Regions from separate parts of the Mus musculus genome. Here region 2 is linked to region 1. Evidence: chromatin contacts called from public Hi-C data. All regions are on one chromosome and are shown on one strand. The core of a region is the stretch at or near the end of the contact, and the rest is flanking DNA. Distances in the headings are between cores, read along the strand shown.

Region 1 (5,239 bases), core at 729-3,228:
GAGGGTAGCATTAATGATTAAAAGAAAATAGGGAAATTTTGACGATGCTGCTTGGCTTTGAAGTGTAATTGCCAAGACCTCAAAAAGTAATAACTCTTACTCTAGGATGGCTCCACCAAGGCAGCTGCTCTTTCCTCTCTTTCCCCCCTAGCTGACTTCAGTTGCTTCTCTGCTGCTTCTCCAAGGATTGTGACAGAAGTTTCAAAAGGTTGCCAAGGTAGGTTTCTGGCCTGCGATTATAGATCTGCTGAGCTGCAGTAAGCTCATGGCACCGAGCTCAGGGATTGTTGGCACAATGAACAGACAGAGGCCTTGTGCCAGGTCTCCACCCTGCCGCCTGCTGGAGCAGCCTGGCCAGCTCCAGTCACCAGTAACAACATTAAACTTCCCTACGAGTCACACTTGCTATTCCCAGAGAGTCTCAAACTTATGAAATAAGTTCTCTACAAACAATCGTCGTCCTCACTCTGGTTCCCCCACAGGGAAGTTGCATGTGTCCTGTAAACAGGGCCACCGGTCTAGCTCGAGCCCAGGGACTGGGCGGGTTAATGGCACTGGGTTGAACTTAAGGCTGAGAGTTAATTCTCTCCAGCTGGCCATTTATCCTCAGGAAATGTCCTGATTCTCCATCATTATTTTCCAAATCTTAGAACAGATTATCTCTCTTGGAATCTTCGAGCTGTCAATACATGGAGGTCTTAGTGTGATTGTTTAGGAGACAATGCCAAAAAAAATTCTCTAAGTCTAGGAAATTCTCTGCTCTCTCCTCCAGCCTTGCTGGCACCGACTAGAGTCTCAGCAAATGCCATCAATCATATTTGATAACTACATGACCAACCTAAAAGCTATTTGTTTCTGGGGAGGGAGTTCATTTGATCGATTTTTAGTTTGAGGAGATTGGGAGGAGGGGGGGGGTATTTTGGTTTTTGCCAAAGTGACTGAACACATGATAAGGTTCTCAACAGTGTATGTAGATTCCTCATAAGGGACCTGCCTTCACTTGGGACAATGTTAGAGGGTTTCTGAATACTTTCTACTTCTGGTGGCTGACTTCAAGAATCCGTTAGGGGAGAACTCATGAGCCTTAAAAAGAAAAACACTAAGAAAAAAAATTTACCAGCAAACAAGTTAAGACTTCCACAGTGCCCCAAAACAAATTAAACCTTGTTACATATCAGGAAAACTTGACAGCTGCTACTCTGTAAATTTTTTTCTTTAATATTTACTATAAACAGCATTAACAGTGGGCTTCTCTTCTTTGTCTTCTGAAGGCACCTCCTGCTGTAGGCAAATGTCCTTACCCTCAGCCTGATGGTTTTTACGCTACCCTCGCTTACCGTTGTGTTGTGGACTTAGGGCTTGAGAACACAGGGAGGATGAATTTCTAGGAAACCAAGAATCAGGTCAGCAAAGTGTGCCATAGCCCTTCCCCGGGGGCCCAGAGGAGAAGCTCTGAGTTCAGCGTTTCTGCTGTGACTTCATGTGTTCTCACCAGCTTAGGTGGGTCTCTTTTTGGTATCACTCTGTCCTGCTTTGTTTTATAGAGATGCCTTTGCTTTCATTTCTTGTTTACATGTCAATTAGACATTTCGACTTGGCTCGTTTGCCACGGCTGCTTCTTCATCGTGGTTCCCAGCTATCCCCCCCCCACCCCCCCAAAGCACAGCAGCAACAGCCTCCCTAACTCTCTCCTGAGCTAAATACGGAGCAGTCAGGCGGTTTTCAGGAATACGAGAGAAACAATGTTTTTGGTCCCTTCTGAAAAAGTCCTCAGAAAAAAAAAGCCAGCATGAGGCATGTTCCTTCTCACAGAGAGGAACCTTGATTGGAAGTCCCAAGACAATTGTCAAGCTAACCAGGACAGCCTGTAGGAGAGGAAGCCGAGAGAAAGGCTGTCAGTGTGTGAGAAGGTATCTCCTCCCCACCCCACCCCCACCACCCTCCAACCCCAAAATAAACCCGGAGCTGATTAGCTGCTTTGGTCTTGGGCCAGTTGACTGCCAGCGAACAAGCTCAGGCTGAGTGTCTCTGCACGCCCTGTAGCCCTGTAGGGAGTGGGAGACTATTCACTGGGACGGTTCTTTTTTTTTTTTTTTAAAAAGACAATGTAGCCAAGAGGTAAAGTGTCAAAATACCTTCCTAAAAATAGACGCTTCTCCTGCCAAGGATAAGGGCACACACTCCAAGGCTCCAGACAGTTGTTGGAGCATCTGCTCACGTCTCACAGAAGAATATCAGTCGTGACGGGCAAGTATTTGGAGAGTCAACCTGTGACAGGAGCATATGAGTTAATTATAGTTAGCAGAGATTATTCTATATTAGTGCATCAACAAACCTGTTAGCCTGGTCTTCAGTTCTCCTATTAATGGGGGGTCTTCTCCCCCCAAACCCCGTGTTATAGTTATACCAGCATATTGAAGCTTGCCAGAAGATTTTTATAGAACAGTAAAGCCAATGCATAAAGCTGGTTGATTTTGATATCTGCTGTCTAAAGCTTTAGCAAAGCCTTGGATAACAGTCAAAGATTATGGTCATGTTTACAGTTTGGAAGCCTGAAGAGGAGGAGATGCTGTCCTATAATTTAAAAAGACTTGAAAATACTTTCCTAGCCAACTATCACACAACAGAAATCATTCTGGAATGAAGCGCTGGACTGAGTTTAGGGCAGAGATTGCCACCATGGCTTAAAAATAAGGGTAGAAGGTACACATTTGAGTTTTAAAACATGTGTGTATGTCAGCCTCTGAGAGACACACAGTGGGGCAGTTGGACAAGTCAGGATTAATTTTCATGGAAAACAAAAAAACAAAAAAGAAAAATAGCCAGAGATGGATAGATGCACAGGGGTCATTTGTCTTCCACTCTCATCCCCAGCCTACCCCACGCCCCGCCAGGCATGAAGAGAAGAGAGCTAAGGAGTTTGGTGTTGTCACATAGCCAGTTGGTGCCAAACCAGAAAACAGCCCAAGTCTATGTGACACCTCAGAACACTGGAGATCTGTGTGACACCTCAGAACACTGGAGATCTGTGTGACACCTCAGAACACTGGAGATCTGTGTGCCAATATGTCCTGAGCTCAGAGCTTTGCACATGTCTGTGACTTATGTTCTGTGCTGAGTGTCTGCCACGGACCGAGAATGTCTTACAAATAAAACTGTTTTTATAAAATAACCCACAAAGCAAGTTTTAATAGGTCTTGATAGTAAGCCCACTAACATTTTGATGTGTACATTATAGAGAGCTAATTATTACATACAAATACCCTGGGGAGAGTTGGAAGAAAAAAAACATTGATAGCAATATACTTTTGCCCACAGAGGTTCAAGAGTTAGGTAAAGCTAAAAGCCACTCTTTAAACATATAAAAATCTTTTTTCCCCCACGGAAATCTTGAACAGTTGCATGGACGTTTGGCTTCTGACCATATGGTGTGTGCTGAAACCGATCACACGAATCTTGTCATTCAGACTTGTTGACTTGGGAATGTGCCCTGGTTCCTTCTCAGGCTCTCAATTCAGCTCAAGCCCAAATGACAAATGATCAAGTCATTTTTCAACGAACCCCAACCTGCATCAACCCAGAGGCTAGAAGAAACTGTGCCAAGCCATCTCCCCACACATGATCTGACCCACACTACCGCAGGTCAAGCAGAGCACGTAAGAAACTCTGAAAGTAGTAGGTTGGCCAGAAGTGGGTCGAGAAGGAGATTTTAACCAAAATTGTACATTGCATCAACCACGTGGGATTATGAGCCTGGTGTTCGGTGTCATCTGATTGATGCCCTCATTGCTGTGACAGGGAATTACTGGTGCCATAACTGTGGTGCCACGGTGGGATCCACCCACGTGAGCATCGGAAAGGCTGTCCAGGGTCAAGTGCCTTAGGTTCTCTACCCATCTTCCATTCCAGCGTTTCTCTCCTTCCTGGGACCTCCCCTTCCAGTGGATCCTGCATTTTCCAAGTCCCTATTGAGGCTACAGTGTCTGAGACAGCTATGACAGTATCTTTACCCTTCAGTGTAGTTTCTTTTACCCTGCTTGCAGCAGCAACCCCACCCCCCACCCCCGCCATCTGTGGAGAGTTGGTGACAGAGGAACCCGTATTGGCTTTTTAATGATTGGAAGTGGTTTCCTGCTGGGTTGACATCATTCTAAAGAAAGAAGGCATGGCAATTTATCCTAGGATGTGTCCAAGTACTTACCAGTAATTGTCAGAATAGAGAAAGGAGGCCACCAATCTTGCAACAAGCAACAGCATCCCTGGAGACAGGGTAGCATGAATGGGGGCTGGGGCAGCCCCGTGGCAGAAAGAAAGGGTTCTGAAAGTTTTGGTCCTTGGTGTATGTGTGTTAAGCCACTGCAGCAATTAGCTGACTCTGTCAGGGAAGCAGGACAGAGTGTTCACACCCCTCACCAGCTGAATGACGTCAGAAGGTGCTTAGCCTCTCTTAAACCCAATTTGCTCATCCAAATCTCACTGGATGATCGATGAACACGTGACACAATAAGCATAAGGTATGTTACAAGCACCTTGCGAAACCCAGTGCTCCACAGTATCAAGTGGTCTCTGTTCAGCTTCCTGATGCTGGCAAGCCTGGACACATGACACGTGACAACCATCCTCTCTCTACAGTCAGCAGTTGCCTCTGACACTCAAGAAGAGACCCACAGGATGCGAAGAGCTTTTGGCCCTCCCGCAAAATGCAGGTTAATTACTCACACTGCCTCCTACCGTGTGACCCTACACTGTTCACTTGACTTCTTGATGTCTCCTCTGATTCCTCCTCTGAATGGTAGAGGTAAAACCCTCGATGTCTACCGCAAATCCAACAGAGTCTGGAAAATGCTTAACACATAGCCTGGAACATAAGGAGTGCTCCCTGTGTCGATGTGTCATGGCCGTCATTAGTAGCATGTGATATCCCACTACAGAAGATGTTTCCTTAGAGGATTCAACCATCTGCCCAGTTCCTGCCCCTTACCTAAAGCCCATCCATCAAGCCTCTGCTCAGATACCACCCCTTGGATCGGCAGTACAGAGAGCTCACCCTGGGAAGGCAGTCTTTTCATACAGTACCGTGTTTGTTTACTTCATCGAAATGACCACAATCTGTAATTAACTTGGGAGTCTGGGTCTACCTGTTTATTTTCTTTTTAGTCCACACTGAATGTCAACTCTCTAAGCAGGAGAGGGGGGTCCTTATTCGTCTTGTTTATCATAGAGCAGGGTCTGGCAGACA
Region 2 (5,239 bases), core at 1,290-3,789, 310 kb before region 1:
ATCATGGAGACTAATGGCCCTGACCTCCTTTTTAATGAGAAAGGGGCTAGAGAAGCCACCGTACTGGAAGATGTCAGCTCATCCTTACACTCACCTCCCAGATCTTCCTGAAGGCTAGAGTGAAAACAGGGAGCTGAAAACATAGGGTATTGTAGTGGCTATTCCTGGTTGTCAACTTGACTATATTTGGAATGAACTACAATCCAGAATTGGAAGGCTCACCAGTGACCCTAATCTGGAGGCTTGGAGATAGAAATTTCTGATCTGGATCTTGGTATGGAGATCTTGAGTCATAGTGGCTATGGATTCCAGAAGATTAAATCTCTGAGTTTAAGGAACACACCTTTAATCTGGGCTACACCTTCTGCTGGAGACAATATAAGGACATTGAAAGAAGGGGGTCTAGCTCTTGCTCCTTCGCCTGCTTGCTACGTGAGACTGAGTAACTGCTAGATCCTTGGACTTCCATTCACAGCTGCGACTGAACCATTGTTGGGAATTGGGCTGCCGACCGTAAGTCATCAATAAATTCTCTTACTATATAGAGACTATCCATAAGTTCTGTGACTCTAGAGAACCCTGACTAATACAGGTATTGCTAAGGCTCATTCCCCACACAAACCTAGAACAATTTCATCCGTGCCTTTTCCAGCTGATTCAGCTTCAGTGAGAATCCTTAGCCAAGAATGGGAGAAAAAAAGATAAGCCCGGGAAAAGAAGAAAAATTGTCAATGTTGATTAGAGGAAGGAGGTGGGGGTCCCAGATGTCATCCCAAGTGACCTGAAAAAAAAATTGGACAAACTCAAATGTAATGGGAGCCAGGAACAGTCTGTGCTTGACAACCCACAATAGGAAAGGATCACACTGTGTCCTTGGCTGCAGAGGGACAGCTCCAGGGTATGGGACAGACTTTTTCCAAGTGCCACTGGGTGCCAGCTCCAGCCTCTCAATAGACTGCTCACTGTGGGTGGTGGTTAGGGTGAGGGGACATTTTCCAGCAGTTCCCTCTTTAGAGGAAGAAGCCTAAAGAAAGAAAGGCACACAGACACATAGACACACAGACACATAGACACACAGACACATAGACATACAGACACACAGACATACAGGCACACAGACACACAGACATACAGACATACAGACACATAGACATACAGACACACAGACACATAGACATACAGGCACACAGTCACACAGTCACACAGACACACAGACACACAGGCACACAGACACACAGACATACAGACACATAGATACAGACACACAGACATACAGACACACAGACATACAGGCACACAGTCACACAGACACACAGACACACAGACACACAGACATACAGACATACAGACATACAGACATACAGACATACAGACATACAGACATACAGACATACAGACATACAGACACATAGACATACAGACACACAGACACACAGACATACAGACACACAGACATACAGACACACAGACATACAGGCACACAGTCACACAGACACACAGACACACAGACACACAGACATACAGACACATAGACATACAGACACACAGACATACAGACACACAGACATACAGGCACACAGTCACACAGACATAGGCACACAGACACATAGACATACAGGCACACAGACACATAGACATACAGACACACAGACACACAGACACACAGACATACAGACACACAGACACATAGACATACAGACACAAAGACACAGAGACACAGACACATAGGCACACAGACACACAGACAATCAAGGATCTGGTACACAAGTCTCTCAGATGGAAAAGGCACAGGACCACAGTAGCTCTGCAGGTTTATTATATAAGTTGAACAGGGGGTGGGGATATTAAGACAGATACTAGGAGGCAGGATTTATGCATATAGCTGCATCAAGGACAGGTTCAACTATTTTCAGTATGCTCAGTCGCTGTAGGGGAGCAGTCTTAAGACTGTAACTATTCAAAGGAGAGAGCTAAGGTGGGCAGTGTATGCACACACTGTCAACACTTGCACACAGAAGACTTTGTCACCCTCCGAGCTTCAGTCCCCTGATGTGGGAGGGGACTTTGTCATTCTGCCATGGGTTTGAGGGTATGGTCCTTGCCTTAGTGGGCTCATGTCACCTCCTCACGTTCACGAGGACTCTGCACTCGTGCCTTCCTCTGCTTCCCACCATTTTGCTCGCTGCCTCACACCACAGCTGACATCCTGGGGTCCTGTCTGAGAGCAGCACTAAGAATCTGCTTTCAGCTACACTGGATGCTTAGTGACGGGCAAGAGCTGCTCCTCTGCCAGTTCAGAACATTTCTGTGGCCTCTCTTACATTTATGTTTATTCTCTTCTTCCTTGGCCACATTCAAAGGCCACCTGGTTTCCCCAGCATCCGTTGAAGCACCTCCTCTCCAGTTACATCTTTAAAGTCAGCCTGAGAGAAAGGGGAAAGCAGGAGGGAGATTTTTTTTTACCTCCATAGCTATAGTTGCTCTCTGTAGCAGACTATCAGGAAGCCAGATATGTACAACTTAAAGCTTAACCACTACAGCACATTCTACCCAAGAGCCATCTAAACACAAAGACTGAAGTAGACCCTGCTCTGCTGCAAGGTGACTCATCCTGAATGATAAATATAGACTGTCTCCCACACACAAAAGCAGATGTGTCGGGCGTGTCACCTATAGACGGAGCTTTGCAAAAGCTTCAGAGTAGCAGAGATTTGCTTCCTAAAATAATGCTTCCTATTTGTGTGACGTTTTCTTCCTGACTGTCTGTGACTTGGTCTGAGGATGGGGGTGGGGAACTCCCACCAAAGTAATGTGGGGCTCAGCTAGAAGATAATGGTCTACCAAGCATATGGCCAGAGACAACCATGTGCTGTGGCTCAGACCAGACTGTCCCAGCCTACCCCAAGAACAGCAGGAGATTCTAGGCAGCTTTGACTGAACAATGGGGACTCAGAGCAACCAAGTCTGTCCTCAGATCTCTGAGAATTCTGATGCAGGCACTCTCTGCCAGGTATGCACCATAAGATCCCATCAGGTATTTCAGTAGCTTGTCCAAACTAGGAAGCCAATGTGCCTTGTAAATTTCTACTTCAAAAGCTGCAAGATGGTTTGCTCAGTCATGCTTGCACTTCACCGTACGTAGCTTTGGCTCCACTTTTTTTCTTTTATGATATCAATAGATGTACATGGGTTTATTTGTAAATGATATATGCACATATATGTATATATAATATACAATGTGTATATTATATAAATGTGTATATTATAAACACAATATACTATATAATAATATATATTATTATATGTGTATAATATATATGCATATATAATATATGTATATACATATATGTATACATGCATATATTATTATATGTATATATATATGTGTATATATATGTATATACATACATATAATAATAAACAGAGCCCAGGATATTTAAATAAATAGGATAAAATGAAACGAACATCTTTAAAGTTTTACTAATCATATAGGCTTTATATATTAATAGACCTATATATCAAGGAAATTATATTAGGACAAGAATCATTGTTAACTAAAGTAAGGATCAATCTGTTATTTCAAATAGGTTTTCTGATGTTTTCACTAGTTTTGTAGATGGTTGTAAGTTGTCATTCTTTTTACCAACTCGGAGAACAACTCTCACTTGGAGACAAACTTGCAGATCAACTGCTTTCTTGTATTTCTCAAATACCTGGCCTGTTTATTTTATCTTCAGTGTAAATTTGCATCACAAGAATATTCTTAACAGACCTTTCTCTTTTGTAAAGACTTGTAAAGATTGAGTTATCATTCATCTCATTTAATCACACACATGTTATACTAAGTAGGCAGCAATATATATGATTCTTAGAGAACCTTTTGCTTATTTACTTAAGGGTGGTAGGAATTGAACCTAGAGCCATAGACTTGCTAGGCAAGCACTCTATCACAGAGCCAACCCTCGGTCCATAGCAGTATTTGACAGCAGAGGCCAAGAGAGTTCAGGGGAGTCCAGCTCCCCATTCCCCCTGTACATCAGCCAGACTGGTGGAAGAGTTCACATCAGTCAGGCTTGACCTCAGTCATTGCTGAACTCATGCAATGAGTTCAGACTTCAGTACAGAAACAAACAAACAAACAAAACTTTTTTCATTCCGTATATTCTCATCATGCTTTCCCCTCCCCCAACTTCTTCCAAATCCCCCCCAACCTCCTTATCCACCCAACACCATGTCCTCCACCCACACTCTTAAAAAAACAAACAAAACCAATAACAAATAGCAAAAAATCAAGAAACACACACATGACACAAAGACAGAAACCAAAATGCATAAAAGCAAAAGACTAGTAAGACAAACAAAAATGCCCAAACAAAGCAATATGAGGCAAAAAGTCTACAAAAATAGCATTGAATTTGTCTTCTGTTGTCCATCTAATGTTGGGCATGTGGTTTACCCTTATGTGTGGTTAATATTACCCAGTGAGACCTTATTGGAAAAAACTAAATTTCCCTTTGCCAGCATGTATCGCTTCCAGATAACTCCTTGGTTATGGTGGACGCCTGTGTCTCTTTCCCACGCTCAGCTTTGGGATACTATCTGGCTTGGACTTGTGCAGCCCTGTTCACGCTCTCATGGTCTCTGTAAGTGCACATGTGTCCAGTCTTGCTGTGCCTGGAAGACACTGTTTCCTTGGTATCATCCATCTTCTCTGGCTCTTAGCCTCTGCCTCCTCTTCTGCACATCTTCCTGCACCCAAGGAGGAAAGGACTTATGAAGACATGTCATTTAGGACTGACTGCTCCAAGTTTAATATACATTATTCATTTTATAGATGATCACAAATAAAAGTGACATCATCCTGCTGCATGACTTGGGGGCGGGGGGGGCACGGGGAGTGCTGTCACTGGGTCTGAAATGAGACAACAAAAAGTAGAAGAGGCTGCCTTCCAGACAAGAAGAATGTAAAAATTGCAGCCCAACCAAGAGAAACCAAGTGTAGATCCAGGGAATATAAGAGTATGTGTCTATATAACTCAGTTTGTACCTTCTCTCAGAGAATATAATCCTGCCAGTCAGTTCCTATTGATGTCAGGATGTTCAGAAAGGGGAGAAAATGAGTGTTTCTTGTCTTTCCATGCCAACCCTGCCCTAATCAACACTGGCTGACAGGAAATGCTCTTGTTTCAATTAACCCTTTCCTTTGTTCTCACTAACTTAAATCAGCCATGTAAAGTTC

What was found. Hi-C and Micro-C count contacts between places; a contact is called where the count stands out from the background.
Region 2: a contact with region 1 is called in a Hi-C map of cerebral cortex, with 2.0 times the contacts expected there. The contact joins two enhancer-like sites. A contact is called at or near these places in 1 of 484 Hi-C or Micro-C datasets (cerebral cortex) and 1 of 115 datasets of contacts at active chromatin or transcription factors (embryonic stem cells).

What each region holds. Positions count from the first base shown.
Region 1 is chr15:93,695,345-93,700,583 of GRCm38.p6, reverse strand. Gm41387 (a long non-coding RNA gene) reads right to left here. Exons shown (of 3, transcript XR_875601.1): 2 at 2,136-2,268; 3 at 1,938-2,045. It overlaps Gm41386 (a long non-coding RNA gene), which reads left to right. Exons shown (of 7, transcript XR_875596.1): 6 at 152-217; 7 at 2,875-3,169. Among named protein-coding and RNA genes, the nearest start is that of Gm30339, 8.5 kb to the left of the region's middle. Within about 2 kb of position 1,978, at least 42 of the 459 cell types and tissues checked have an H3K27ac peak or open chromatin away from gene starts, as enhancers often do. A contact at or near this core is called in cerebral cortex, where this site is marked.
Region 2 is chr15:94,009,066-94,014,304 of GRCm38.p6, reverse strand. No RefSeq gene overlaps it. Among named protein-coding and RNA genes, the nearest start is that of Gm30609, 49 kb to the right of the region's middle. Within about 2 kb of position 2,539, at least 36 of the 459 cell types and tissues checked have an H3K27ac peak or open chromatin away from gene starts, as enhancers often do. A contact at or near this core is called in cerebral cortex, where this site is marked.